Regions from separate parts of the Oryctolagus cuniculus genome. Here region 1 is linked to region 2. A link is a contact called in public Micro-C data. All regions are on one chromosome and are shown on one strand. Each heading gives the region's core, a stretch centred on a gene start, on an enhancer-like site or on the middle of the called end of the contact. The rest is flanking DNA. Distances are from core to core; before and after follow the strand shown.

Evidence for each region. A called contact is a pair of places that touch in the nucleus more often than the background predicts.
Region 1: a Micro-C map of ear pinna shows a contact between it and region 2, with 2.8 times the contacts expected there. The contact joins the promoter of CASP8 here to the promoter of STRADB in region 2. A contact is called at or near these places in 2 of 6 Hi-C or Micro-C datasets (ear pinna and an unstated tissue).

Annotation. Positions count from the first base shown.
Region 1 is chr3:38,737,599-38,740,720 of mOryCun1.1, reverse strand. CASP8 (caspase 8) reads left to right here and starts at 1,565. Exons shown (of 10, transcript XM_051849294.2): 1 at 1,565-1,782; 2 at 2,047-2,128. It also overlaps the pseudogene LOC100347735.
Region 2 is chr3:38,553,814-38,556,608 of mOryCun1.1, reverse strand. It overlaps STRADB (STE20 related adaptor beta), which reads left to right and starts at 1,431. Exons shown (of 12, transcript XM_002712520.5): 1 at 1,431-1,663. TRAK2 (trafficking kinesin protein 2) reads right to left here and starts at 1,304. Exons shown (of 16, transcript XM_008258968.4): 1 at 1,055-1,304. LOC138848948 (a long non-coding RNA gene) reads right to left here. Exons shown (of 2, transcript XR_011387161.1): 2 at 2,368-2,753.

The DNA.
Region 1 (3,122 bases), core at 316-2,815, 180 kb before region 2:
GGTCTTGCACTTTCTCTCTGGTGCCCTCTACTGACAATGCCTAAAGTTATGACAAGTTCTAGGGAATCAACACAGTGTCAGAAAGTGAGAGAGAGTACATTTGGAGCTTTTACTGGCAAAATATTGATTGATGCTGGGACGGTATGTTGGCACTGTTTTTAAAAACAAAATGTGTGCTATGTATGTGTATATGCTGATATTTGTTCTCACTTGTTGTGCATCTACTGGGCATGGCAGCAGCTATTCTAAGTATTTTATGTGTGGGAACTCATTGGATTCTCATAACAACCCCCAGTTGCAGGAATCACTATCTCTACTCTCTGGATAACGAAACTGATCGCCCGAGATGTTGAGGACGTTGCAGAAGGTCACACAGCTGGAAAGTGACAGAACAAAAATTGTCAAAGCTTTATTAGCCTAGAGAAAAAGCCTGAAACAAACAATGAAAACAGGAACAGTGGTGGCCTCAAGGAAGTATTAAAAAGCCCCCCCCCGGGGGGGGGGGCTGACGCCATCGAATAGTAGGTTAAGCCTCCACCTGCAGTGCCGGCATTCCATGTGGGCACTGCTTCAAGTCCCAGCTGCCCCACTTCTGAACCAGTTCCCTCCTAATGGCCTGGGAAAGCAGTAGAAGATGGCCAAGTGCTTGTGCCCCTGCCCCCATGTGTGAGACCTGGAAGAAGCTCCTGGCTCCTGGCTTTGGATCGGCTCTGGCTGTTGTGACCATCTGCAGAGTGAATCAATGGATGGAAGTCCTCTCTCTGTTTCCCGCTCTCTCCGTAATTCTGCCTCTCAAATAAATGAATACATCTTAAAAAAAGAGAGAGAGAGAGAGAGAGAGAGAGAGAGAAAGCCACAGGAGAGGCTTTCACTTTTAAAATCAGTACTGTGAGCGGTGCTGTGGCATAGTGGGTAAAGCCGCCATCTGTAGTGCCGGCATCCCATATGTGCTCCAGTTCGAGTCCCGGCTGCTCCACTTCCAATCCAGCTCTCTGCTATGGCCTGGGAAAGCAGTGGAGGATGGCCCAAGTCCTTGGGCCCCTGCACCCATGTGGGAGACCCAGAAGAAGCTCCTGGCTCCTGGCTTCAGGTCGGCCCAGCTCTGGCCATTGCAGCCATTTAGGGAGTGAACCAGCAGATGGAAGATCTCTCTCTTTCTCTCTCTCTGCCTCTGCTTCTCTGTAACTCTTCCTTTCAAATAAATAAATATTTAAAAAATTGGTACTAAAAATACACAAATAAATGTGGGGACAAATTTACTGCTTTTTTTCTTTTAATTTATTTGTAGGAAGGTGGGATTTGGGGGGTGGGGTGGGGAGAAGATGGGAGGGGAGTGTTTTCCATAGAATAACACTATTAATGCACGACAGATCTCAATGCCAGGCGTTGAGAAACAAATGCCCCAGAAGTGGTGAGAGCACACGCGGGTGAGCCCCGGGGTGGGGAGGGACTTTCCTGGCAGGGGTGGCAGTGACCTGGGCAAAGGTTGAGAGGAGGGAGAGTCCTGGGGTTCTGGCTCGCAGAGATCTGGGCGGGTCCCAGGGCTGGGTGAGCCAGGCTGAACTGCCTGTCTGCCAACCCTACCCAGTAGCTTGAGGAAGACGGCAGCCAGGAGCTGCCCCAGGGGCACCGTGAGCAAGGCCACTGGCGCGTAGGAAGCACCTGCGCGCTGTCATGGTGTCTATGTCTGCGGCCCACCGCCCGGCACCAGCCTTACCTAGGAGTCATTTCCACGTGGAAAGAGCGGGCCCCGCGGAGTAAAGGAAGCTTGTACATCCCGCAGTAAGTGAAGGGCACAGCCAAAATGTGAATGCACACCCTGCTCCTTCCGCCACACCAACTGCTTTCCAGATGGTAAAGGAAGAGCCCCCCCCCCCCACCCCCTCCAGTCGCCTGCTTCTGGGAGGCTGCCCCCAGCGGCTGACTCACAGCTGGAGGTATTTTCTCCATAATGGCTGTGGGCTTCTGGCCAGATCAGCAAAGGGAGGGGCTCACCGTCGGCATTGGCAGCCGCTTCCACTCACTGTCACTTCCTCTTCCTTCCAGGAGCAGCGTGGAAGGCACTCTCTTGCAGACTGTGTTAGGTTGACCCTGGCGGCCGGAGCGCTCAGACCTTGTGGACGCTGAGGTGAGCCTGGGATTTCCAGAGGAGCTTTGGAGGGCAGAGAAGTGATGGTTACTGCTGTCACGCTCCGTCCGGACACAATGGGCTGCAGGAAGTGGTGCCAACGGAGACCTACCCAGGCTCTCTTTGGTTCTTAGTCCGCGGCTGTTTCCTGCGTGCTGGAATCGTGGGGGCAGTATTTAGTCAAGTTCCTGATGCCTGTGCTGGGAGCTAATGCGTTGACCCCTAACATGTGTGTCCCCACAACAACGTAGGAACTGGGGTGCTGGGTAGGGCACACTGTTCGACGACCATGGGTGACATAGTGAGAAGTTCCCCTCTTGCTACCTCTCTGACATCAGAGGGGAGAGCCCATTGTCATCACTGTGTCATATGCTACGCCATCACATTATGTCTCAAAACACGCGAATTTTCCTTGTTAAAACAAAACAAAGAAGTGTGACAGCATCTGGCGAGAACCGAGAAATAATGTCACAATTTTCTTTTAATTTCACAGTTCCTTTTTTATAACACAAGCATTGCTCTTTCCTTTGTGCTAATAATACAAAATGCTCTTTTATGGTTCTTTTATTTATGTAGGTTGTTTAAGGAAGTGAATCCATTACAATTAGATAAATTAACAAATACATAGGAAAAGTGATAAAAATTGCTAAAGTCATTCAGGAGGGACCTAAGTGGGCAGATGGATGCCATTCATGAGGAGACACCAAAAGCACCCAGTTAATGATTCAGCTATAGAAGCCCAGGCTGTGTAAGGAAAGTTCTAGAATAATCCTTGGTCAGAGACTGGCGATTTTAGGATAATGTTGACATACTCTTTTACATCTGAGTCTCCCTGCACATGTTCTTTTTCAACCTGGGAAAATAACAAAGGGTGGGCATGGAATAGATTACTTGCGATAGTGCTTTTTCTTGTTGGATGCAAGGAATGGTTTCACCAGATCTTCTGGCTAAGCGAGAAGGAGACAGCACAGTCATTTACCAGTGGAGCGCGGGA
Region 2 (2,795 bases), core at 182-2,681:
GCAGAGCCCCTGACTGGGGAGCCTGGCAGACCACAAGCACTCAGACGTTTGTTCCTCCTGACCTCTTGCATCCCAGCACTAAAGAGCTGTCAGATAACAACACGCTGTCTTTCACAGAGGGTGTGCTTGCTACACAGCTCAGACTTGCTGGGCACTACTTGATTTTAAAAATAGCTGGAGTAACTGCTGTGATAACAAAACATCTCTCTCCTTGCCCTTCCTCAGCACCAAATGTCCTTCAAGTGGCATGTCACTACCACTGGCATGCTATTTGGAGATCACTGTAGCGAAAGACTTCCAATTCAACGCAGAGGTTGGAAGGCCACGAAGATTTTACTGACATAAACCAGGAACTGGAATAGTCCACTTCATTTTGTTCCTATGCTCCATTCCAGCTTGATAGGTGTCCAGTGAAAAGCTACTCCCCGCCCCCCAGAAGCAGCACCAGGTCCAAGTAAAAGGTGCGTGAGCAAGTGACAGTTCACCCCTTTTATTATGGCTTAGAATTTCTTAAAGTGTTTGCCGGATTATTTTTATGCAGAATGAACATCGGTCATTCTGTTATTTACTTGTCAAACTAAACTCCTGTTTTTCTCTTAAAAGACTTGGGGCATCTGGCCCAACACTAACGGTAAGAAAAGCCCAGCTGAGGTCATCAGTATAGAAAAGAGCTTTTTCCAATCCCCTCGCGCTTACATCCCAGATGGCCATCGAGGCTTAAGGTTTAACGTCCAGACGCGAAAGCCACTCATCCTCAAAAATGAGGCTGCAGATGGATGCTGGCTGGCAGAGCAGAGGCTGTCAATCCTCACAGGTGCAGCTGGACAGAACCCGGAGGTCAGAGCCCAGCGCCCATCACTTCGCACCCACGATCGCCAAACAACGCACTTCCCACGACCACCCGGCGGGTACCCACCCTCCCGTACCCAGCTCCGGCCCCGGTGCCCCCGCACGACCTCCGAGAACAGGAGGAGCGCCCCGTGCAGAGGCTCCTCCGCTTCCCGGGGAAGTTGACCCAGGGCAAGTCCGAACCACGCGCGGGAAGGTTACTCACCGCAACGGCCCGGCGTCCTCCTTCCAGCGCCCGCGTTCCCTTAGGAAGAAGCTCCTGAAGCGGCGGCAGCCTGAGAGCAGCAGCCGAGGCTGCCGCCGCTGCCAGCAATCGCCCGGGCGTGGCAGGGACGGGCGGGCGGCTTCACGACATCATCATTCGGCGACCTTGTTCTGCAGTGACGCCGGGTCAATGACAGACCCTACACAAGGGGGAAGCTGGAAGGAGACCCAATCTCCCAGCAGCCCCCACGGCCCCGGCGCACGACCGGCTGGGAATTGTAGTTCCCTCCCGCCACGCCCCACCTAGCGAGAAGGCCCCGCCCATCTATGCCCCGCCCCCTGGATACCCCGCCCCTGGCCGCGTCCCGGAGCCGGGGTGGGGCGAACCAGGTCCCCTAGGGTGCTTGGGTCTGGGGCAGAGTTCCAGGCCGACGGGTCCGGTCACGGCTGCGCTGCCGTCCTGTGCCCCGCGGCCCGCGCTGGGAGCGGGCCTAGCGCGCTCCCCTCGGTCCTCCGCGAGCGGGGCTCGCGATCCTCCTGTTCCCGCGCCGGTCCCGGCCCCGCGCCGCTGGCAGTCCGAGGAGAGTCGCTGGCCGTGGTCGCCGCTAGGGTAATGCGGGGAGGCAGGCCGGGAGGGACGGTCTAGGGCCGGTGGGGGACGCGAGGGAGCACGGCTGTGTCCGCGCGCGCCGGGGGAGCCGAGGCCAGAGCTCGGCGTCCCCCCGCGCCCCCCAGCGCGGCGGCTGGCTGGGCTGGGAGCCCCAGGGCCCGCGCGGTGGCAGAGGCACCTGAGCGTGGCGGGGCGGCGGCCGCGTCAGGTGCGCGAGCCCCGGCCGCCCCCACCCCGTCTCACCTCTCTCGCGGGCCTGGCGAGGGTCCCAGCCGACGGCACTGCGGACCCCGGCGCTGTCGGCGAGTCCGCTGCTAAGTGCCCCCAGGCTGGACCGGGGAGCCTTTGAAGAAACGCGGGCTCCAGCGTCGATCGTCCTCGGGGTGGAGGTCGCGCGTGGTGCTGTCCCCTCGTGGCTTTGGGGCGTCGAGTACTTTCTTCCCTACGACCGGGGTTTGAGGCTCGGCGCCCACCTAGCAAGTGCCTGGCACACAGTAGGCGCGCAGTAAATATCCGATTATTTGTTGGGAGGATCGTCACGATTCTAAAGTCTTTACGGGTTCCCAGGGGCAGTTTGAAAATTACGGTAATTTTAAAATTCAACAAAGAAAGCAAAGTCTGTTGTTGTTTTTCATTCTCTGCCGAGTTCTGTAAACGGATAGTGCCCTTTGATTTCCACAGGAAGCGTCAGCCTTTCTGACTGAAACCTTTGGATAAGCCATTTTATTATGGAACAAATTTAAGTCATTTATAAAGCATCATCATAATTATAATTAGCTTTATAGATGCAAGTGCAAGGGACTACACTGATGGACGTTTAGAAATATAGTCTCTAAGTATGTTTTTTTTTTTTTAAAGGAGGGGTTTATATTCATGTCTCATGAAAGAGCATTCGGGAACACAGAGCAACCCCGCACTCCACCCCCCTGCTAGGTACAGCAGCTGCCTTGACCTCAAAATGTCTTGTAAAATTATCTCTTCCTAGTCTCGTGTAGCTAAGGCGAAATCCCTGAGATTAAACCACCCTATTGCCACAACCCCTTTAGCGTTAGCAATTCTCACAGGTTATGTGCAATTCTTTTGAATTTTTCTGAAAAAAAAAAAAGAGAGAATGAAGTTTCAGATTCTTTAA